Regions from separate parts of the Mus musculus genome. Here regions 1 and 3 are each linked to region 2. The links are chromatin contacts, called in public Micro-C and promoter capture Hi-C maps. All regions are on one chromosome and are shown on one strand. Each heading gives the region's core, a stretch centred on a gene start, on an enhancer-like site or on the middle of the called end of the contact. The rest is flanking DNA. Distances are from core to core; before and after follow the strand shown. Region 1 holds the start of Cnot6l (CCR4-NOT transcription complex, subunit 6-like). Region 2 holds the start of Hnrnpdl (heterogeneous nuclear ribonucleoprotein D-like). Region 3 holds the start of Bmp2k (BMP2 inducible kinase).

Region 1 (3,821 bases), core at 1,067-3,566, 3.9 Mb after region 2:
TCAGATGGCTGAGGTAAAAAAAACCGCCAGCGATTTCCATCTGTCCTTCTAGGCATTGTTCATCTGATTTGTGTCACCTTTCATTTTTGGCTCCTTCTCTGAGAACTTCCTGTTTATGTGTCAGCTTCCTCTGCAAGCACTGTGCAGTCCACAGGCGTGAGGACTGTAGCGGCTTGACTGTCTTTCCCGTGCTGGGAAAGAACACAACACAACTGGCATGTATGTGTGCTTACTGTGCAGGACCTAGAAAGCTACCTACAGGCATTTGGAGACATGTGAGACATGTAAGTATCACACTTATCTGACTTAAATTCTGAAGTCTTTATTTTCCCCCTTTGCAACATTTGCTAGTCTTTCTATTTTGGGAGTATGTGTCAAGAAATTTACTTAGTCAGGTGCTATACAGGCAGGTTCACTATTCTGGCCTCCTGGGGTAACTTGTTGGCTTTGTTGTTTGGCTTTGTTGTTTACAAAGCCAAAGATTACTAATTACTATTAGTATCTTGTCAGGTTGGACTAAACCAGTTGGGATTGAATAGACTTCTTGCATGATTAAGGCCATCTTAACACCTCTTACATAAAGTGTTGCTGTTGGTGTGTGTGTGTGTGTGTGTATGGGGGTGGGGAGGAGGGGGGGGGGAGAAGTTGCTAGTAGGAAATAGAAACTGAACCAGGATGGAAAAAAGGTAGCTGGTAGGTTTTTTTTTTTTTTTTTTTTTTTTTTTTGACCCAGAGGGGCTTTTTCACTCATTCACACTTCCTGGTAACAAGAAGAAAATGCAGTTCAGTTCTCCATAAATAATTTGCATTTATAATTGCACCCCCTTCTTCTCTCAAAAGATAAAGGCTTTAAACATTCAATAACAAGGCCTGAGAAAAAGGCAACCAACACGGTGCCTTAAGAGTGCTGAAAACAACATATATTTGAGAATAAAACATATTGAATCGACTCTGGACCGGCGTCGGTAAATACCCAGCACAGAGCCATGCGCCGGGAGAGACGGAAAAGTGCAAAATCCAAGGCAGCACTCTGCCTTGCAGAGCACATGCAATTTGCTTCTAGCTTTGTTGGAAGAAGCTTCAGGTGGCACAAGTAAAATCCTCCGGACTTAAAATAGCAAGCTCCATTCACACGGTAACCAATAATATTTCCAGTTTACACTTAAATGTTTTCACTCCGTAACCGCCGCAAACTGCCAAATACAATTTTATCGCGAGAGAGGATTAAAAATAGGACGGGGTTATCGCAGAGCGTCATAGGCTTTTAAACCCACCTCCCGCCATGCAATTTACACATGCTGTTTTTAAAAAGAAGAAGAAGAAGTCAAGAAACCCACTGAGGACGTCAGAAAACATTTCCTTGGGTCGTTCCACCTCACCTGAGGTCTCCTTAATTAACCACCCAGAATGCCCTGAGCTCTGCTGTGGGCCTGCGTGGGCCAGCGTCAGGAAACAGTGCAAGCACCCGCGTGTCCCTTCCCCATCCCCAGCATCAGCACCTAGGTTCTGCTAATCGTACGAGTCTTCTCGGCTTCTACCCTCCACTCAATCTAATAAAGCAGTTTTTTTTTTTTTCCCAAAACACCAGCGAGGGCGACGGTAAGAAGCGAGCCAGGCGCTTGGCCGTCCCGCGCGCACGCGCAACTCCCGAAGCGCGGCGCGCCGGGGCCCCGCCCCCTTCCCCTCACCCCACCCCTCGGCGCCGGGGAGTGACTGACTCCCGCCAGCCCCTCCACGTCAATCAACTCTCCTCCTCCTCCTCCTCGCACTCTCTGCACCTTGTTATTAATCTCTAAAGCGATAGCGCCTGGACTTCTCTCCCCGGCCCTCGGGGTTGTGAGCGTGTGTGAATTAGAGCGAAGGCATCGAAAGCTCGCGTCTCTCTCTCTCTCTTCTCCCTCTCTTTTTCTCTCTCCTCGGCCCCGGCCTCGGCAGCGACCCGGCTCGGCATCGACCCCCGCGGCGGCGGCAGCCTCAGCGCCAGGAGGCCAAGGCCAAGGGCGGGCTCCGCGAGGCTTTCGCAGCGGCGTCTCCGGCGACCGCGGGCCCTCTCCTACGCGCCCCGGTCGCCCCGGTCCTGCGCGGCGCGGCCCGCGTCCCCCCTCCCCGCCCCCCGATCCGTCTGCTCTGCGCTCCCTTCGGCCGCCCTCCGCCGCCTCGGTGGTTCCTCAGGCGGCCCGGCCCGGCCCGCCCGCCCCGCGTCCCCTCCGGCCGGTGCCTCTCCCCCCGGCGGGCTGCCTGCATGTCTTTACTGCCCTCAGCCCCGCCGCCACCGCCGCCGCCGCCTCCCCCGCCGCCGCAGCCCCAGCAGCAGCCGCCCCGCCGCCGCCGCCGTCGCCGCCGTCCGGACCCTGGCGCGCTGAATGCAGGTGAGGAGGGGGCGCGGGCCTCGACTCCCGGCCCTGCGCGCTCGCCTTCCGGGGCCCGGCCTCCCGCCGCCGCCGCGGCCCCTCGGGGTGAGCGGGCGGGCGTGGGTGTTTGTGTTTGCGTCTGAGGTCTGGAGGGGAGCATCTGTGGGGCCCTGGTGCGCGCGCGCGTGTTTGTGTGTGTGTGTTTCCCCAGCCGCGGGGAAATGGCTGCTGGTGCTCGTTCAGGGCCCGCGGAGGAGAATGAGGTAGAGTGTTTCCGTGCCTCGGAGTCGGACCGGGAGTGGAGCGAGGGGGAGCGCGTCTCCCCGGGGAAGTGAGGTGGGCGAGGGACGAACGTGTGTGGGTGTGTGAGTTGGGACTTTGGCGGGCGGGAGGCGGCCCCGCGGCGAGTGGGTGTGCGTGTGTGTCGCGTGTGTGTGTGTCTGCGTGTGTGTGTGTCGGGCGGCGGGAGCCGGCCCGCGTCGCCTCAGGGGGCGCGGGTTCCAGGCCGTGTGCGTGTGGGGAGGGGGACGGAGTCGGGGACCCCAGAGCGTCGAGGTCCTTCCGCTTCGAGGCCGGGGCTCAGAGCCTCACAGGTGAGAACGGCTCGGCGGGAACCCACGCCGTGGACGCGGGAGGCAGTGCGGCCCCCACGGCGGCGGGCGGCGGGCAGCGGGGGCTCGGGCCGCGGTTCCCGAGGCCGGGGCCGCGGCAGGAAGCGCGCCGGCCTGCAGCGCGGCCTAACCGTCTTCGCGCCCGGTGGCCTCCCCAGACGCTCCTGGGACTCCGTCCTCGCGCGGGCCCCGGGCGCTGCCCCGGGCCTGGCCAGGTGAGGGTCGGGGGCGGGACACGCGGATCGTGGTCGCCTGTGCCGCCTCCGCGTCTCCCAAGGGGAGAGGAAGGCATATTTTGGCGTTCTAACTGCAGGCCTTCCCAGGCTGGCGTGGGGAACCCGAGGGAAAGTGAATCAAAACAGGAAATCTCGGAATTCGTGGGGTTCGGATCTCCTCTTTCCGTCCGTCCTTTAAGGCTGTGCGAGCAGAGGCTTGAGTAAATACGTTCTTTGTTGTTGCAGTTGTTGCAGCGGATACTTTATCGTTGGTTAGATTTTTCACTTCCCTGGAAATCACTCTGGAAAGGCAGAGAGGAAGAAAGGGAAACTGGCCTTGTTGGCCTGTGGTGTTGGTGGGATTGGATCAATTTTGTGAATTTGAAATGGCTTATATCCTGCCTCCTAGAGGGAAAGGCGTGGACACAGAACTGAGGAGGTCAGTGAGGAAGAGGAAGTTCCCGGAGCTGTCATCTTAACCCTACCGGCGGCTTATTTAGCTTAGACTGTTTAGGCGGATTGTGTTCAGGAGTTTAGCTGAGCTGTTTGTACACAGTGAAGGCACGCTACAGCAGTTTTAGATGCTATCTTACTGATTCTCGTTATCTTAATTCTCCATGGAGATAGTCATGTGCAACCAAACG
Region 2 (3,810 bases), core at 138-2,637:
GCCAGGCCGTGGGAGCTCCAATCACCCCAACTCCTCCCAGCTGACCTGCCCCTCCCCAAGCCGTTGCTGAGACCATCTCCACTTCTTCCTATCCTTCTCCACCTAACCGAAAGCAAGGACAGGGGAGAAGATGGTGGCGCGAGGAAAAGCACCCCCGCAAACCGCCGCAGCTTCTCTTCCCCATTCCAGAGACATAAAGCCACACCGCCTCTCCTGAGCCTCCCAGGCAAAATCTCCAACACTTAAAATTTCCCTTTCAGATGCTTTTAGGCACAAGTAACTTCCCCGCTCCCTTCCGCCCCTCACCTTCACGAAAGCAATCGGGGTTGTGGTACCTTCGATATCTAACAGGATTACGGTGACTTCGGCGGGCACGGAAACCACGACCATTTCCCTGCCGGATGCTACCACGGGCTCGGCCTTGGTTAAGGAGGGCAACACCGCCTGCGCGTCTTGAGCTCCCGAGGGCCCAGCAACAACCGAGGCGCTGGCGACAGCGAACGACCAGGGGCTCAGAGACAGAGCTGGGACCCGCAGTTGCAGAGGAAGCCGCCTAGGGTACTACACCCGACGAGCAGGCGAGCCGCGCAGGCCCGGACCACGTGGGCAGCCGGAGGGGCGGGGCTCCGGGATTCAAAGGGGGGGGGTGGAGGAAACAAGGAGCGCGTGCCTATTGGCCGCCGGCGAGCCGCGAACCCGTCGGTCAAAATAGGCCTCGCGTGGGCGGGAACAAAGAAGCGAGCACCCAAGCCTGGAGCCTGGAGCCCGAGCGCGGGCACCAGCCCTCCGCAGCCTGCTGGAGCCTGCGCGGGAGGCCCGGGGCTCGTGCAGACGGGAGTCCCTTGAGTGGCGCGCCCGGGACGTGAGTGCCCCTTGTCTTCCCCGGCACCTGACCCCTTCCCCGCCCACCGCGTGCACCTTGGCACAGCTTCAGTCATCCGAGCAGGCCCCGCCCTCCGCCGCGGCCTCAGCCAGCCTCGGAGAACGAACGCACGGAACCCGGGCTGCAGAGAGAGATCCTGCAGCCACGGCCCCTGAGCCGACACCGCCCCGAGGCGACGGCGGAAAAGCCGTCCCCGCCAGGACGGAGGCGGTCATCGCGCACAGGCTTTCTGCTCGGCTGGTTGCAGCCGGCGCGAGGACAAAACACGCGTGCGCCGGGAGGGCGGGCGAGCGAGCGGGCGGACGGGCGCGCTGCAGCTTCAGCAAGCGGCGCGGGGTGCACGCCGCCCTTTTGCCGGAGTGGCCGCCGCTGCAGCAGCAGCAGCAGCTCTGCACTAGGGGACTGAGGGCGCAGCAAGGGACTGAGCCGAACTGGACGCGCGACGCCAACGGCTCTCAAGGCAAGAGGGACTGTGGCCCTGCCACGGCGCCGCTCGCGATTCCCGGTCCCGCACGGCTGACTCTCCCCGCGGCGCGACCTCGCTCCTCATCCGGAGCGCGGCGATGGAGGTCCCGCCCCGGCTCTCCCATGTGCCGCCGCCATTGTTCCCCTCCGCTCCCGCTACTTTAGCCTCCCGCGGCCTCTCCCATTGGCGGCCACGGGCTCCCCGGCAGCTCGCCCCGCTCCTCCCTTCGCTCGCTTCCAGCGCCTCCCGCCAGGGGGCGCGCCGGAGCCCGCGCCACGTCACCGCCCAGCAGCCCTCCCGATTGGCGGGCGGGGCGGCTATAAAGGGAGGGCGCAGGCGGCGGCCGGATCTCTTCCGCCGCCATTTTAAATCTAGCTCCATACAACGCTCCGCCGCCGCTGCCGCCGGGACCCGGACTGCGCGCCAGCACCCCCTCGCCGACGGCTCCGCCACCATGGAGGACATGAATGAGTACAGCAACATAGAGGAGTTCGCAGAGGGATCCAAGATCAACGCGAGCAAGAACCAGCAGGATGACGGGTACCGCACGCTCCGCTCCTCCCCTCCCCCAGAGCCCCGCGCGCGCCCTTCGTCCCTCCGGAGCCGCGCGCGCTGCCCCCAGTCTTTCCCCGAGTCGATTCTCCGCGTGCCCGCTGGACCCCAGTAGCCTTCCCCACTAGTGGAAAGTAAGATGGGGTGACTCGAGAGGCCCGCCGCGGGTGGGGGAAGGGAGGAGGGGTTGGGGAAGGAGAGAGGCGCCGTCGGTGTCCCGAGTGCGCAGGCGCCGCGTGGGGCCCGGGAGGGGGGAGGGGCCGGGTTCTGTGCGCCACTTGCTGCAGCTGCTGCTGCCGCTGCCGCCTCTTCATTGTGTGTGTTGGCCGCTCGCGAATTTTCCTGGGTTAGGTTTGGGAAACTTTTGGTTGGGGCACCAGTAGACGACTGGCACTAAAAGTTTCCTAGGTAGCAAAGTTGGCTTTAAGGCTGTGGGCAAGAGTCTACGTAAGTTGCGGGGGAATCGGTGTAAAAGTTGTGCTCTGCAATCCAAAGCAAGCAGGGCAGGACATCTACCAGATTCTAATGGCTTTTTTTTTTTTTCTAAGTTTTGAGTTCGCGTGGTACAAAGCAACGTGCCAGCTGGCTTGAACAAGTGGTTAAGATTTTTGTGGTCTAATGTTAGTGTTTGTAGTCAAAACAGATTGCGTCTGGAGAGTAAGTTGCCCTGTATTTAATCACTAAGTTACTGTTAAGCTTATTTTTCTTAAATAACTTTATTTCTAGTAAAATGTTTATTGGAGGCTTGAGCTGGGATACAAGCAAGAAAGATCTGACTGAATATTTGTCTCGATTTGGGGAAGTGGTAGACTGCACAATTAAAACAGACCCAGTCACGGGAAGATCAAGAGGATTTGGATTTGTGCTTTTCAAAGATGCTGCTAGTGTGGATAAGGTAGGGCTGTGTTTTGCATTGAGTCTACTGCGTTGCTTGCAAGTTGCTCTAGGCTTTTAAGTCCAAACTGCCTTGTCTTCCAGGTTTTGGAACTGAAAGAACACAAACTGGATGGCAAATTGATAGACCCCAAAAGGGCCAAAGCTTTAAAGGGGAAAGAACCCCCTAAAAAGGTCTTTGTGGGTGGATTGAGCCCAGATACTTCAGAAGAACAAATTAAAGAATATTTTGGAGCCTTTGGAGAGGTGGGCTGTGTTTGTGTATGTATGTGTGTCTGTGCTCGTGTTTGGTCAAGTCTGGGGGGGTTCATTAATATTTCACCGGATGGGACTGAATTCTCTTGCTTCGTCTTCACTGCTGCTTTCTATGTTGTAGTGGAAACCAGTATCTAATCTTACTTAGCCAAAGCCCCAAAGGTGTAAAGTGTTTCACCAATTGGTGGCCTCTGGGGTGTAAGGTACTATAAAAAGATAAAACACAACTTTTTAGAACATGGTGGTCAGTAGATGTGTCTGGTGTTTGTGAAGAGCCTGTGGCATTATATAATCTTTATTAACTGGTGGGTTTGTTTGTTTTGTCTGTGCACCTGATTTCAGATAGAAAATATTGAGCTTCCCATGGATACAAAAACAAATGAAAGAAGAGGATTCTGTTTTATCACATACACAGACGAAGAGCCAGTAAAGAAACTGTTAGAAAGCAGATACCATCAAATAGGTTCTGGGAAGGTAAATCCCTTAACAACTTAGAGGATTGTGTGTGTGAAGTCAGTGTGAAGAGAAACTTGTTCTATGTTCAGAACTTGGAACATCTGCAAATTTTCTGTTTATTTACAGTGCGAAATCAAAGTTGCGCAACCCAAAGAGGTGTACAGGCAGCAGCAGCAACAACAGAAAGGAGGCAGAGGGGCTGCAGCCGGCGGAAGAGGAGGTGCTAGGGGGCGTGGAAGAGGTGAGACCTCCTTGGGCGAGTGAGCGGTACACTGAAGCAGTGAGCTGCTAGGGACCTGACCTG
Region 3 (3,702 bases), core at 926-3,425, 3.0 Mb after region 2:
ACACAAGTGTACACAGGCATACACATGCATGCACCCACAGGCATACACACACACAGGATACACACCACGAATACCAAACAGAAACACTTAAAGCAAAAGTCAGTGGAAGCCGTGCATGTTGATAACAACCTGCGTACGAGCCCAGCACTAGAAGGCTGAAGCAGGAGGATGGAAAAGTCAAGGCTTGCCTAGTAACTTTAGCAGAACTGTCTCAAGTCTGGTGTGACGGGCCTACCTTCATGTGTGTGTCCTCTTGCACATGCACGCGTACACACACACACACACACACACACACACACACTGAACACTCTAACAGTGATATCAATGCTCCGTTACTGAGTAACAGAGTGAGGGCTATAAGATTTACAGTCTACTGATGAAATGTTAGTACTTTTCTTAATACTAAGAGACCTGAAACTCAGTGAGAAGGGCTAACACCATTCAAGCTACACTTCAGTGTACTACTGAACAACTGACAGTATACTCGTGAGTTGACAGCCACCGATGCTAACACCTACCCAACTTAGTTCACACTTGAAATTCCTCTTGAATCAATAGCTAGCAAAGTTTGCAATAGAACAAACCTATCAAAACCACTCAGAAACCCTTCTCAAAATCTGGCAATCTCGTCCCTCCACTTCACCAATGTTCAGAAGGGGGGGGCGGTGCTGTTAATGTGAACAATGGCCTACAAAATCAAGACACACACTCCTGATAATGTAAGTCTGCTTTTCCTTTATTTTATAGACAGAAGCCCTCAGCTCTTTCTTGTGCTGGTTCCTTTTGTTCATGGAATTTCAAAACTACAAATGGGAGCTGCCTTGTTTTTCAAACACAGAATATCAAGACGGCTCCCTACAGTCTCTGGTTTTCTTATTCTTATTTTTAAGTCACTCACATACATACAAGAGATTATTTCTCAGGGACTTTTTCAACATATTTCTTAATATTCCACATTCAAAACTTCAGAGGTCAAGGCATGCAATAAGAAATCAGAAAGTATTTTCTACAAACCAATTACACCAGAGATACAAAACTAAAGTCAAGAAATATTTTTAACACGGAGTAAACTTTGTTTTCCCTAGCTATGCTTTTACACGCTGTCATAACCTCCTTCAGACAATAAAAGAGCCACCAAAACCTCACATGGAAAAGTTAAACTGTTCCACTTTGCCTGTTAAAGTACTAACAAAATGACACAGAGAGGACAAAAAACGGGACCTTGTGTGAAGATTCTAAACAACGAAGATAAACGTGCTTCAAGTTTACTCCCACACGCCACCCCTAAGCAGCCACTGAACTTGGAAGACCGTGCCAACACACACACACATACACAGAGAGAGAGAGAGAGAGAGACATATTATCTGTATACATATAGCCATATACAGTGGTTTGGGAGTCCTGTTTTGTTTTGGTTTTTAGCAGAAACAAACCCCAGCGGAGTCCACCGCCCTGGAAGTCCGGGAGGCTCGGACCCGAAAGCAACGCAGGACACCGGCCAGACAGTGTCCCAGCACTGCTCCATCTGACCCCCTAATGAGTCACGGGTCCAATCATGACACCACATCACTTACTGGGACGTCTTCTATTTCTTTCCTCGCGCCAGGAAGAACAGAGAAAGATTTCAAACTCCTAAGCAGGCAATCGTGCCCGCACCGGAGCTGCCAGCGGCTTCACACCGGAGCCACTGTCCAGCCGCCGCCGGGCCGGCCCCGCAGCCGCCGCCACACCCCGGCCTCCCTCACCTGCCTCCCGCCGCGCCCGTACCTTCGGCCAGCGACTCCTCCAGGGTGACCTGGTAGCGGCCGACGGCGAACACCCGGACCCCCATGGACGAGCTTGCGAAGCCGCCGCCGAGCCCGCCGCCCGCGGCCCCGCCAGCCGCCGCCCCGCCGCCGCTGCCCTCCGACTTGGGCATCCGAGAGAACTTCTTCATGGTCCCGCCGGCGCGCTGGAGGGCACCAGGAGGGCACTAGGGCGCGCGAGGGCGAGAGCCCAGACCCGCGCGTCGCACAGCGGAGCGCCGGGCGCGGCCGACCGTCTTCGAGGGGTCGCCGCCCTTCGCGCGCGCGAGCGTCGGTGCGCAGCGGCTCGCCGCGCCTCACATTCCGCGCGTCCCGAGCGCGCAGCCCTGGCCGCCCGCTGCAGCTGCCCGGCGCCCGCAGAGCCAGCGGGGAGGGCGGGGCCGGGGCGGGGCCGGGGCGGAGCCTGGCGCGCGGGGCGCGAGCTGCCCGGGAAGAGGGAGGGGCCGGCCGAGGGGGGCGTGGCGCTAGGCCCGGCGGCCTGCGTGCCCTGGAGACCGCAGCTCGGCCCGGCCCGGCTCACACCGATGCCGCCCGCCCCTTGCGGCTGTTGGGGGGCGCGGCGCCGGTGCCAACCGCTTGCAGAGCCGGGCGCCGAGCCCCGCGCGCAAGCGCGCTGTCCCCGCCGCCGGAAGTGACGGTTCCGGCCCGTGTCACGTGGAGGAGGAACGGGCACATCGACGTGGGGGCTGGGGCTAGGGGTGAAGTCCGGGGTCCGGGTTATCAAGGAGGTGGAACCCACGCGGATCGGTGGGGCTACTCGGGTTGGAATTGTGTGTGCCGCTCTGGAGTCCTTAAATGCCGCCAGCAGCGTGACCCACTCTCGGAAGCTGCCGGCTTCGAGTCTCAGCCAGTTTTCCAGACTCTATCCCGAGAGGATCGGTTTTCCAGGGCTCCCCGGAGCGTGGGCGGAGGAGCAGCGCGAAGCTCGCAGGTTCCCACGGGGCGACTTGCGAAGCCCAGGTGTCCTCGCACTGTACCGGATGTTTGCTCTCAGAAGCGTTCTGCGGTTTAAGAATTACTTGGGAGAGCTTTAAAAGCTCTGTGTGTACAATGTCGGAGCCGTGCGATTGTGTTCAGAAAAAGATATTAAGATTTTTAAATATCATTAATCGCCATTGGCTGGAGAAGACGTAACCCTGTCGCCCAAGGTCACACAGCTGGCTTGTGGCCTGGAGCATCAAAAGTCTTAGTTACTCGCTTTCAGCCATTCTGAAAAAGTAGGTTAGGGTCAGATCCTTAGTCCAGGCCGGCAGACTTAGGACTGTTTGGAAACAGAGGCAGCACCAATCTCTGACCCCACCCGAACAAAAGATTCGCCCGTTGGAAAAAGAACTCCCGATTGCCTCACTTTTCATAAACTGCAAGAGTCTCATGCCAGTGGGAAGGGCACAGGAATTCGGGCAGAGGGCATGTGGGAGTGGAAAGGATGGCAAAATGGAGAAAATGTGCAAAGAGAAGGATTTTCGCTCCAGCCCACTTCCTGGACATGGAGTCACATACAGCCTGAGCTGGCCTGGACCTCATTAGCTACCAGAGATAGCCTTAAACTTGTGATCTTCCTGTCTCTGCCATTGTGCCCCCTAGTACTGGGATTATGAGCAAGCCTCGCCATCAGGCCTAGCTTGGCCTCTATAGAAAATAGGTTCGGTAGCCCGAGGCTAATTCTAGCTGAAGCAAGAGAACCACGAATCGGAGGCCAGCCTGGAATGCATGCCAAGATCTTTTAATTTAAAATAATAATAACGGTGCTTGAAGTTCCCAATTTCTTAAGCTAAAAAATGTAAATTTTTCTCTCTACCCATAGTGTAATATTTCTCCAATTTTCTCAAATATCAGCCTAATGATGTTTTCTCCGCCGCTGTTTTCTTTGTCTTTTTAATGAGGTACGGGCAGAGAC

What was found. Promoter capture Hi-C pulls out the DNA fragments that hold promoters and counts their contacts. Hi-C and Micro-C count contacts between places; a contact is called where the count stands out from the background.
Region 1: a promoter capture Hi-C map of pre-B cells shows a contact between it and region 2. The contact joins the promoter of Cnot6l here to the promoter of Hnrnpdl in region 2.
Region 3: a Micro-C map of embryonic stem cells shows a contact between it and region 2, with 5 times the contacts expected there. The contact joins the promoter of Bmp2k here to the promoter of Hnrnpdl in region 2. A contact is called at or near these places in 2 of 484 Hi-C or Micro-C datasets (embryonic stem cells and pre-B cells).

Annotation. Positions count from the first base shown.
Region 1 is chr5:96,160,485-96,164,305 of GRCm38.p6, reverse strand. Cnot6l (CCR4-NOT transcription complex, subunit 6-like) reads left to right here and starts at 2,316. Exons shown (of 12, transcript NM_144910.2): 1 at 2,316-2,369. Gm52799 reads right to left here and starts at 2,511. Exons shown (of 2, transcript XM_030254979.1): 1 at 2,415-2,511; 2 at 360-2,167. The coding sequence starts at 2,511. The coding sequence ends at 1,551.
Region 2 is chr5:100,036,799-100,040,608 of GRCm38.p6, reverse strand. Hnrnpdl (heterogeneous nuclear ribonucleoprotein D-like) reads left to right here and starts at 1,387. Exons shown (of 8, transcript NM_016690.4): 1 at 1,387-1,889; 2 at 2,628-2,796; 3 at 2,880-3,041; 4 at 3,393-3,524; 5 at 3,633-3,747. The coding sequence starts at 1,447. Enoph1 (enolase-phosphatase 1) reads right to left here and starts at 615. Exons shown (of 6, transcript NM_026421.3): 1 at 307-615. The coding sequence starts at 390.
Region 3 is chr5:96,996,162-96,999,863 of GRCm38.p6, reverse strand. Bmp2k (BMP2 inducible kinase) reads right to left here and starts at 2,175. Exons shown (of 16, transcript NM_080708.1): 1 at 1,768-2,175. The coding sequence starts at 1,936.